2 separate regions of the Larimichthys crocea genome follow, and region 1 is linked to region 2. A link is a contact called in public Hi-C data. All regions are on one chromosome and are shown on one strand. The core of a region is the stretch at or near the end of the contact, and the rest is flanking DNA. Distances in the headings are between cores, read along the strand shown. Region 1 holds the start of si:dkeyp-97b10.3 (NACHT, LRR and PYD domains-containing protein 1). Region 2 holds the start of sptssb (serine palmitoyltransferase, small subunit B).

Evidence for each region. A called contact is a pair of places that touch in the nucleus more often than the background predicts.
Region 1: a contact with region 2 is called in a Hi-C map of muscle, with 2.4 times the contacts expected there. The contact joins the promoter of si:dkeyp-97b10.3 here to the promoter of sptssb in region 2. A contact is called at or near these places in 2 of 7 Hi-C or Micro-C datasets (both in muscle).

What each region holds. Positions count from the first base shown.
Region 1 is chrVII:18,105,191-18,111,438 of L_crocea_2.0, reverse strand. It overlaps si:dkeyp-97b10.3 (NACHT, LRR and PYD domains-containing protein 1), which reads right to left and starts at 2,575. Exons shown (of 17, transcript XM_010738195.3): 1 at 2,101-2,575. The coding sequence starts at 2,150.
Region 2 is chrVII:17,957,515-17,963,725 of L_crocea_2.0, reverse strand. It overlaps sptssb (serine palmitoyltransferase, small subunit B), which reads left to right and starts at 1,741. Exons shown (of 3, transcript XM_019279396.2): 1 at 1,741-2,025; 2 at 2,145-2,240; 3 at 3,514-6,054. The coding sequence starts at 3,522. The coding sequence ends at 3,764.

The DNA of each region.
Region 1 (6,248 bases), core at 1,326-3,825, 150 kb before region 2:
TTCACACTACTGACACCAACCCATCCTGTCAAATGATAGGTTCACCCTCACACCCATACTCTCCCACCCAGGTCTGACCCACTTTCAGGGCAGTGCCGATGTTACAGGAAAGCAGCCATGGAAAGATCCTGACTGAGTCAGATTTAAATTTATTTCTGCTTTCATAACTAAAGTTCAGACAGGCTGAACAAATCAAATTCAATTTAATCATTTATTTACTTTCAGTGGTACCATATTGTGATGATATAATAATCTGGTGTATCATTTTACAAACCACTGCTGTCTAAGTTAGTGATTTCAAGCACACAGTGAATAAAAACTAACAAAATGAGTAACTGAAAGTTTTGTTTTACACACATCAAAGCATGTAACACATAACTGCATTGATAATCATAGCACACGTAGGGTAATATTCTTGTTGATTAATTCAACCATCACGCCCAGCCCTGCACGGCAGACATCAAAACCAGTTCTTCCTGACTTTTCGGCTCTTTAAAACTTTTCATATGTGCTTGACAATCGGGGAATGTAGTATATCAGACAAACAATGACTCCCAAGTGTTACAGCTCAGATGTTGCGCCTGACTGGAGCAACCTGTTGACGCTGTGTGAGCTTTAACAAGAGGCAACACGCCTGAGATCCATCAAGGGGGAACAAAAGCAAGTTCACCATCAGCAGGCATGGAAAAGTAGGTCATAGCATGTCCTGCCCTGCAACTTGTCATAAAAAAAAAATGCACAACACAAAAGCAAAAAGATGCATGAGGAAATTTGGATTATTAAGCCTGACCAAATCGTGGTCTTTTATTTTGCTGCCTGTTCATCCTGATAAGGCACTGTGGTTTCCTTTGTACTCCAACATCTGTACAGGAAACACAGTTTTCGTCTCTTCAAGGTCAACAAGTTGGCAGCTTCTGCGAGATACTCACACCACAACAGCACTGAGGCTCATTAGTTACCATGGCAGTCATCTATTCCTTTGAGAAAAAGGTTACAATAAATTAAATAAAAAAACTCCCTGCACGAGTTCTCAGACTTCCTTTGCTCTCGCTTGTTTCTATAAAATGATAACAAAATCCTCTATGAGGGTGTTGGTCTGTGTCTGGCTTAGAGATAACAGCCTACAAAAAATACAATGAAAAGAGGACGTCTGTTTGGAGATAAACAACTGTCAGTCGGCCTGCAACTAATTCACAAGTAAACAAAAAACCTGTTGCCCTTTACTCTCTTCATCCATTAATATTACACCTCTCTGCTTTCACTTTGATGTTTATATGGGTCATAAGGGTCATAAACATAAAAAAAAAGTGAATGTTGAGCAGCTACTGCTTCTGATATAAAGTTTCCTATAAATTAAACTACTAATAGACATTAAAATGTAACTTCAATGAACACGCATGTTATATAATGTTTATAAAAAAAACATTTGTGGTGGTGTTTATTCAGGGACTTTTCCAGCCCTCATTACCAGGTGAATGATACCCAGGCAACCACAGGTAGTATTTACATAGGACAATGAGCTTATGACTCATCAGTATCACCTTCACTTGTCTGTGGTTAACAATACAGGTTATGATGAATATTAAAAATGAGGACTGTTAAATTAAAAACTACTTTAAATGGGTTCAAAACAGCTGGCACGTGTGTTTCACATTATAATGAAACACTGTAAACAGGAAGTCACTATTAAAAGCTTGTCTGTGGTTTTTCCTCTTCTGTAGTATTAAAAAAAATCGCTTTATGTGATCACGGCTACAAACATGTTACGATGATGTTATTCAGTGACTCATCACGATGCAACAACACAGCAGCGTGAGGCGCAGGCACAACAAAGAGATCACCTCTCTCTCTTCTTACTTCCTTTTTGCACCTAAGTTTATCTATACGTGTTGATAAACAGGAAGCAAGAGTAGCAGATGTGTCTTTTCTTCATTTTTCACATGCACAAACGCAAATCCAAAAACCGTGAGTAACAAAAGAAACCACTTCCTGTCTTGACGCGGAGCGATTTTGGCGCAACAGACATCACCATATCCAAAAAAACTAAATCCAGAGGTTATGGTTTGTCTCTTTCCCTCGTGGTAACAACAAAAGTCTTACCCGTCCTCCAGCTGAGAAGCCGCTCCACAGCTCGCCATCTTCGCCACCATCCTCTCTCTGTAACCAAACCCCCGTTACACTTTCTGTTGTGCAGCACCTGCGCGTAAAAGCACCTGAATACGATCCTATCATCGGCTATCGATGTCTCGTTAAAGCGCTGGGCGGTGATTGCAATCGGAGCCCTCGTGGCTTAACTACTTCGCACACATCGCGTGTGTATTTGTGCAGCATCCCTCCAAAACATCTGGATTTAGATAAAAAAACAAAAGAAATAGGGCGCTGATAGTTTCCAAAATAAATCCCCAAAACACTTCGCTCTGCAGCGGGGATGTGGATGTTTTGTTTCCTCTCATAAATACTGTGCTTGTGTGCGGTTAATAGGCCCCCACGTGAAGATCTTCACATCATGTTGTTGAATTACGCCCCGTTCACGCAAAACAAAGAGACGCTTTCAGGATCAGCGCTGCTGCTGCTGCGCAGTTACGGTGCAGCAGCGAGGACGCACACCAACAATGTGGGCGGGGATGCAGCATCCCGCCTTCAGCATGGGCTTTCATAAAGTCATGCACATGATTTACAGCCGGACATTTACCACTTACTTATTAACAAACAATGCAGTGAGAGGTTGAAGTGGATCAGGGGATATTTGCTACACATTGTGCGCTTAAATCAGCTGCATGTTTGCGCTCCTGTTGTTTGCGCAATAACAATAGAAAGTGAAACCAATGCACATTTTAAACACATGCATCCTCAACTTTTATAGTTTATCCTAAAAGCAACCAGTCCAGTTAAATGCAGAGATAATAAGACAAGTAAAGCACGCTGAAATAAGATGGATTCATCTGAGACATATTTGTTAGTTGCACATTTTCTCCCACACATAAAAGAAACAGCCAGCACACACCACACAGTACAACTAGGTCATTTTGAGCGGGAAAACATGCACATCAAATGCTGCTGCATTACCAACCAGACACCACCAGATGTCCCATCAGACAACAAAACCAGTGCAACACATCAGCAGCGCCGCCATGCCTCCACAAAATATCCACGCACCAGAAGACACATTCAAATTAGACTCATGCGTTTGACGCGTGTGTCAACATGGAGTTCAAATGGAAATCTGCTCGGTGCAAGAGAGAGAGCAAGAAAGGTATGGAGATCTCTCTGTGAGTCTCTCAGGTGTCCAGTGAGTGGAGTGAGTGCAGGATCAAAGGCTTTCCTATTGATCTTCCACTCATTGATCTTTTCCTTTCCTACTCTCTCCATCCATCAGTCCAACTTTCACTCCAACGGATGGATATGTAGTTTGCAGCAGGGAGGAGAGAGAGAGAGAGACACACACACACACACACACACACACACACAAAGACAGACAGATGCCGCAGACTAACAGGGACATTATCCAAGTCTCAGAGTCTAAAGGGAGAGATCAGCTCCTCAGTGCAGGAGGAGACAGCACAACATCAGACTCAGTGGCTAGACGATACCACCCCAATACCTCTGGAAATTAGAGGAGATAAAGTGAGAGAAGTGGAGAGGGAAAAAGGAGATGACATGGAAGGTCAAGAGGAGAGGATGAGAAGGAGTGAGAGAAAAGATTAGCTCATGGAATAAAAGAAGGAGTCGTTCAGGTCACTTAAAGTATGAAATTATCAGAGCTGGAGACTTGAAACTTGGATTCGATTTGGGCCTGACTGCCTGAAGATTTGACATGAGACAAAAAGCTGAGCAGACTTGACATCAAATCAATCCAAGACTACGGCTGTAGCCACGCTCGCAACTCTGTGAGGCTGAACTAAGACACAGTAAAGCTTTGAGCTAAATTAGGAATCACCAGAGTTATTACAATTCATTCTGAGGGATCAAAGTCAGAAGTGTTCATCCTCTGGGCATCATGAATGTCGGTGCCGATTTTTACACTAATGCTTCAAGTAGATGTTGACAGACTTCCCTGGATAAGTGACAACTTTGACCTGTTGACCTGTAGAAAGAAAGACAGGGGATAAACAGAGTCATTTGGATTCATCCTCTAGGGATCATGAATGAACTGTGCCAAAATTTATATTGATCCTAAGTAGATGTTGACATATTTCACTGGATCAGTGACAACTTTGACCTGTTGCTGAAGCTAGAAAACAAAGTCAGAGGATCCCCAGAGTCAGAAGTATTCATCCTCTGGGGATCATGAATGACTGTGACTGTGAATGTTATGCTAATTTTGAAGATGATGTTGATATACTTCTCTGAATAAGTGACACCTCTGACCTGTTGGTGGAGCTAGAAGAAAAGTCAAGAGATCAACAGAGTCATCAGGATTCATCATTTGGGGATCATGAATGCTTGCGCAATATTTAATCTGATGGGCATTTATTGCACTGATTTCTATCTAATAGCTATTGTGCTATCATATTTAGCATACTAAGCATTACAGCAGACTGGAAAAACTTGCTTTTTGACTTGCGAGTCAAATATCAAAGACTCGATTTGGACTTTATCCAAAAACCCCTGGAAATTATATATTTTTCCATCATGTTGTAATCATAAAATGCTGAATCAGATATAGGTATTGGGAAAGAACTTTATCAAAAGAAACAACTGACATAGTCTTTCCCCCCGCTGTGGCTCAGTTTAAACAGTCTTTCATTGTGTATGTGTGTTATGACAGGGCTTTTTTTTTTTACAGATCGACCAACCTGTTTTGAAAGATGATGTCACACACCCTAGAGGGTTAATATGAGCCCTCATTGTGCAGACTCATTATCCATCATACACACACACACACACACACACACACACTCAAAATAACACACAGAAAAACACAGTCACTCACATATAAGGACACTCAGTCAAGCAGGAGGAAAACTCATACCTCTGTTGACTTTATAACATACGTGCGTTCACGTACGCAGATGCACAAAAGGTGTCCTCTTACTCTGGAGATGAGGAACGCCACATCCTTTCAATTTCAATGGGCCATTTCGCCATCAGGGCTGAGTTATCACTGGAAAGATCAATACTAACAAAAGAGTGGTGCCTGCTGCAGCCCAGCATAAAGAAGCTGGAGAGAGGTGAACACTTCTGCATGGAGAAAATGGGAGAGAGGCTCTGGAGATCGTCGGGCCATAAGAGATTTCAGAGGCAGCCTCATTCAGCCCCATACAACGGTATAATGTATAATGCATGGGGTTGTATAAAATTCTAAGCAGTTTTGTTGTGATGAAATACATGATTTTGGATCAAAAAGGGAAACTTTTTTCGTTAAGTCTACTCCTAGAACTCCTGGACTTGGATTTAAACACTAATGACTTGTGACTGATCTTTAAATACACCCCACTTCTCCTTTTTTCATTATCCAAGGCCTATATATGTTTCTTCTTTATCTTTATTTGTATGCTTTTTATTATTTTTCAGCAATCATCTCTATTTGCCATCGTATGTGTATTTTTTTTTCCCCCCTCAAGTTTCATGAGTCCCATGGGGTTTTTTCATCTCACCCACACAGTTTGCACTTCTTTTGTTCTCTATTTTCACTGTGTTGGGATTTAGATGAGAAAATAAACCTCTGGTATCCGAAAAAGCTGTTTAACATTATGCCCCTTTATCACAACTGTTGATGTGGGAAATTAATTAATTTTTTTTTCTTTGCACTGTTATACGAGCATGAGTCCACAACCACACAAGTGACATCATTTAATGCCCGTTTCCTTGTATTTTGCATTTACTATTTGATACGTTTGGCGCCTTGACTACAAATTAAAGTAAAGTCTGTGGGTTTGAGCAATCTCTCTCTCTACACAGCATAAGTTTGTGACAATGGATCTACCAAAAACCTACACAAAATTGAAGCACACAATACAGTGGTTACTTCTCTTATGTGTTCTTTGTGAAAGAAATCAGAGTTTGTCCCAAAACATCTTTTTTTTTTGCAACATAAGGCAACATGTGTCTTTTCTAATATGTCAGGCGCATCTGTCCATGATGCTGTCGGTGTTTAGATTTGACACCTACACAGTTTCACCATGAATTTCTTGGGAATCTTTCATTGTTTTCCCTTTGACTAGAGGGGATTGGCTTTAATTGTTGTCCATTTTCACATATTAACAGATTTCCTGTCTCTGGACATCCATAAAATGGATGGAGGGAAG
Region 2 (6,211 bases), core at 492-2,991:
GGTCATCCCTTCATGAAGGGTTAAATCTGGCAACCACAGCACCGAAGAAGCCTCTTGGGTGAGGGGTGAAACATCTTCATGGATCTACAACCAAGTCCAATTGCCCATGACTTATCCCTTCTTGACTATGACTCATATCTGCTTTTGCATCTTCATCTCATGTTCCTGTGATCATATCGCTGCAGTATGATGGATACAATTATAGGAACACAAAAAGGGTGGAGTGTACTTTTTAAAAAAATCAGTTTTAACATCAAAGTTTTTTGGATGATCCCATTTTAGGACATTTCTTCTCCTCAGGGTGAAATCCAAACCATAATTGAACTGAACACTTAACAAGTTCGTTGAAGAGTTTATCTTTTGTCACCAGATTTGTTGCATGGTTATGCAGACCTATTGTATAAAGCTTTATGTAATCTAAGACACCAGAGGAATGTGTGTGTCACAAGCCGTATTAGTCTGTGTGACATGACTCACATGCAGGGGGGAGGAGGAAGCCAGGTCTTGTTTTTCACCAACCTGAGCAGGTTGTTAACGGTAATCAGATCTACTTGGGAAAACGAATGAGCTGAATCCCTTCTGGGTGTGTGTGTGTGTGGAAGTGGGGGTGGTGGGAGCAACAACAGTGTGGAGCAGGGGTTCTTTTTTTTTCTGATCACCCTCCTGTTGACCTGATTTTCTCACCAACTTTGCATGTGCCCAAACTGAGCTTTGTCTCTGCAGCCCCATTTACCCAATTTCTAGTATTACAGTCTCACTTTCAAAGTATAAGACGACAGATTAAACGTTATTAGAGCAACAACACCTGAAGGATGTTTAGTGTTGGATGTTTGTTATCCGATTTGAATATTACTTTCCCAGATACTTGTGGTTGAGCCGGTCAGGACAGCTCATGTCAACAAAAAGCAGTTGAAGTACCTCAAAGAGTGTTTAATCAACGTTAAGGGGAAATTTTGTTCATGCACTGTTTGACATTTTAAACCAGTCCTTTCCCTTGTGAGGCTTTTGTCAACAACAAAAAAATCGCACTTTCCATGCGTAAACTGTGCGCCACGGCGGCACTGCCCGTGTTTACACATCAATAATGCACAGTGTTGTCAAGTGCAAGAATTGAGGAGGTCAGCAACCCTCGGGCAGATAAGAGATAAGATTTCCTAACTGTATGTCTGATTGCCCCAAAACAAAAGGCCAACTTCTCAGATTATATGATATATTTTCCAGTGCTGTGCGTTTTCTTTTCTTTGTTTACGCACGTTTAATCCGGAAACGCAGGCAGAGGAGGGGAGGAAACCTCAGTACTTATGTGAATATATACTTTTATCTCTGCGCACTGTGGGTATTTGGTGCCTTTCCAATAGGAACAGAGCCACATACTGTGCGTGTTAGCGCGTAATGCTTATGTTTCATCTTTATAATATATAATCATACATCTGCCACCGAAATACCGGAACACCTAAAAGAGCAGAGATATGACAAGTTCTGTTTTGTTCATTCATCTCCAAATTTCTTGGAGAATATTGTAGCGCATGCAATATAAATGCAGTGTTTGCTTATGGCAAAGGCACTCAGACAAGTGAATCAAAGGCTGACAGTGCATGATTTAATATTTCCATATAACAACTATTATTAAGTACAGCATCACTAGGCTGCGGTATCTGTGCATACCAGTGCACTGTCTGTGCTGTCTCGGCTTGTTTTTTCCATCCTCCTCCTCCTCCTCCTGCTGCCGTTGCTTACGTCAGAGGTGGTACTGCGGCGCAGCGTCTGGCTGCAGCATGGTGGGACGGATGCGCAGAAGGATGCGACACGGACTGGAGAAAGTTGAAAGATGCTGCACAAGGCAGTGGACTTTACGTAGCTAAAATAGAGCTGCAAACAAGACGTCACTCTTCCTCTCACCTCCCATGACAGGACTGTTTTCTTTGGGCTGCGTAAACACACACACACACACACACATATACATACATACATACACACACATGTATGCGTTCATCGGTTACTCCACCTGCATGAACTGTGTGCCAGGTGAGTCGCTAGTGTAAGCACGAGTAGTGGGTGTGGTGTCTTCTCATACACTGTATGACCCACTACATATAGGCCAGTGGCATAACACTGAGGCAGCTTTTTTCGTTTACACAAAGCAGCGGAGCAGCAGCGGGACGCGGGCTGGTGTCTGTAGCTCGTCCTGTAATTATCTCTCATTAGTAGATATCCAGGAGATCAGCACGTCGGCTGCTCAGGTGAGTCATTGGTTTCAGTTGTACACAATACAGCGCCGATATATCCCCTCTATTAATCTGTCTTATAAAAAAAAAAAAACTAAATTCCTTAGTTAATTGAGATTTTTTTGGTGATTACATGTATTGCATTCTATGTGCAGATCATTAATCATGCACCAACTTGGCAGATAGTTTAACTGTTGCTGAAGTTATTTTGCAGTTTTCAGTGCCAAACATGTTAAAGATATTTTAAAAAGATCTTTTTATGCTCCATAAATGCGCTTTGCTGTGAGTAACTTCAGCCCTGCTTTATATATAAAGGAAGTTCATTTGGTTAATGTGGTCCTGTAGCTGTATTGAAAACATCATCGTTTTCATCATCGCCCCCCTCTTTTATTTTTATCTTCTAGTAAACCAGGTGTGTGCACCTGCACTTGTAAGCGCACCTGTTTGTCCCCGCCCCCTACCTGTGCAGCACGATCTGTTAACGTCTGCGAGCTGTGTCACGTCCATGTGGGAACCCTGGCTTTCATTTTATTGGTGTTTCTCTACCCACACAAATGAATCCTATAAGACCCAGAGCTCCCATGAGGCCTGCTTGATTGCCCCGCTGTGGGTTTGGAGAGGCTAGAGGAGCTTTTTTATTCCCATTCACACATCCTAATTAATAAACACACAGTCTCAAAGACTCTACGAGTTATTTTCCATAGCGGAAGATTGTAATGTTATGTTATTATGACTTAAGAGAGCGATAGATGTACTTATCTACTGAGATACAGGCTGTATTTTAGATGGAAACTGTCTTTGAAAGTATATTTACTCAAGTACTGAATTAAGTCCTTGTACTTTACTTGAGTATTACCATTTAATACTACTTTATTCTTCATCTCTGCTGCCCAATGTATAAATAAAGTACTACAAAGATTGTAGACTTTAATCAAGTCCTGCTTACACAATAATGCATCTGCAATTCATTCATAAAATAAATACTGACAGGCATACATTTTTTACTACTGTGAGTACATGCTGTTAATACTTCAACATTTTGAATGCAGGACTTGTAGTGTAGTATTTTTTTCCTTGAAGTACTTCCTCTGTGTCCTCTGTGTGCTCATAAGTGTGTAGTTTTTCCTCTCTTAATTTGACGTAATCCCTCTCTTCCAATCCTCTGTCCTCCTCCCTCACCGCCTCCTCTGTGCCTGTGTCTGTATCCTCTCCGCATCCGTCATTCACACTATCTCTGTCTCACGACCTGAATCTCACAACACTCCACCTCCATTTCCCTTCCGTCCAGCTTGCAAGATGAGCTTCAAGAGCTTTACGGATTACCTGGCCTGGCTGTACTACCAGTACCTCCTCATCACCGGCATCTATGTCCTGGAGCCCTGGGAAAAGTCCATCTTCAACTCCATCCTCTTCTCCGCCATCGCCATGGTGATCTACACCTCATATGTCTTTGTGCCCATCCATGTGCGCCTCGCACTGGAGTTTTTCTCTGGGATCTTTGGCGGCCAGCCCGAGAGCACCATGGCACTCATGAACTAAAAGAAGGAGAGAATATGGGGGGAAGAAGCAGCGACTGGGTGGATTAGCATAAGTCCCCAAATCATTTCCTATAACTCAACTTCTCCTCAGCTCCTGAAATACCTCTTTACACAATGTTCACCCTTGTCAGTCACCTCAGCTAATCCAGACTGAAAACATGAAGATCTTAGCCTTAATATCTTCTTTACATCCTAAACCCTCTGGCCTTACCCCATGGTATTAGACTCACGACTGTACAATGCTTTCACACCCTCGCTGTGAAACGTCTTGTGAAATGTTGTTTGTCCTGTTTGTTTTATCCCACCACATGTCCTGTGTGAATGCATACCACCTCTGGGTTTTGCATGATAGGGTCATATGTGGGTTGTATATTTGCATGCTCGTCTCACAACAAATGCTCCTAGACTCTTTTTTTTTTTTGTGACAGTCTTTAAAGGGGCAGTCCAGCGATCTAGTTTGTCACTTCTGGGAAATTGGAGGACAAATTAAAAAGAGAGTGGTCATAATTAAACCAGCAGAGGATGAGATATCCAGACTTTTAATCATGCATAGTGAATTTCACATAATAGAACTCAATAGGGTCTTCTGGCAGACGCTCCCTGAATGGTTATCCTCAAAACCCTAAGCATGTTCAGCCTGCTGAAAATTTGCAGTCTTCAAACCCAAACTGAAATTGCACTGATGACTTTGACTGTGCCAGAAATCACTGTTTACTATATAGTGCACTATATTTAACCTCCCCTATATGTCTGAAATCAGATTTTATGCACTGCATAGTACCCTCAAAAGTTGCATTAAGTGTGCATGGCATGCATAAATGTAACGTCAAGAGTAAACTATGACGTTTTAAAAATATTTATAGAGTAGTAAGTAAGGTGAATGAGGAAGTGATTTCAGATACAGCCTTAGAAAAAGCTCCATTCATCGTTGCAGAAGACATTATACGACTGTGTGTGTGTCTGTGTTTATCACTGATTGTGAATCGTGAAGGGGAGTTAGTATTCATTCCAGCAATTTTGACATGCACTTAATGTTGCTGGTTTATCTATGGTTTTGTATCAGAGTCACCATTGCCTTTTTTTAATTTTTATAAAGTTGCCTTTATGTACTCTAATGCTCACTGGCAGGGAACGCTGTACAATTCAAGTCACTGTATAGCCAATCTTCAAAGAGAGAGAGAGAGTTGTTAGAAAAGAAAAGCAAAGCTATGCAATCAATATTAAAACGTCATTGATCAGGGGTCTGTCACAAAGTTCAAGAAAGTTTGTCCTAGGCCCACATTTCTCGGTTTCCTCATCAAAATGAGTAATAAAACGAGATCATGGCATTGACGTGTGCCAAGCCCTCTCTTTATCTACCGTTTTTTAATTGTTAGGTATGTCGGGAAGGTTTGCTCAGCACTGAGCATGAGCAAATATTGATACAACACACCTTTGCGCTTTAGGCTTGGCTTTGTTGATGACATATTCTGCAGTTAAGCTGTTAACTGTCTACTGGCACTGCAGGTAAATTGGCCTGAATGAAAAGTAAAAACTTGACGGGCCGATTGAAGACCTCTGTCTTTCCTCACCTGTAGTTGATCTGTAGAGAATGAAGTGGCGAGAGGATGAGTCATGAGTCGTGGTGTATCTGGTAGTTGTGATGAGCATTGCATTTAGTTGTGTGATCATCTTTGCTTATTTATGCTTTGGGTCAAGGGCTTGCTGATTACAGTCTAATCATGATCTATAAGTTAAGTATATTTATATGGAGTTATATATTTATATACACTGGTAAATGCTTGGCTGGTTACAATGTCAATTACCATACTCTTTGATTATTTATATCTGTGTTCTCTTGTGGCCATAAATAACACATAATTTGTTCTTTGCTTTGTTTTTCCACCTAATAGTGCTTTTATATTACTACTATATATTAGTTCCAAACATTCACTGTACCCAGAATGAAGAGAATGAATGGACGTTATATTTATACATAATACATGATACACATCACTGCAATATTCAGAAAATAAAGACACTTGAAGATACGTGGACAACCGTTCTCCTCCTTATTTGCTTTTTGATATGAATGTCTGTGTTCATGCAGGATATTGAGTCTGTTATGCCTTCAGTCGTGCAGAGGAGTTACTTTGAAATGGAAGAACAAGCAAAACAAAGGCTCGTACGTAAGCAACACAATTGACTGTACCACATAAAGTGAAATCGCACAATAAGAGGCAGAGCCACCAAACCAGTTCTGCCAAGACAGTGCAGGAATGAATACCCAGCAGCTTTACTTTCCCTACTGCAGACACTAGGCGACCCGTCTATGACAACAAAGCTCTGTTTACCTGAAGTCACTCTTTGCTGGACACAGTTTAAATCGATGTAATGGGTGATAAGTTTTACATTTGGTAAAATAGACTAAAATGAATGGTGTGCAAATAAAATTTGCAATGCACACAC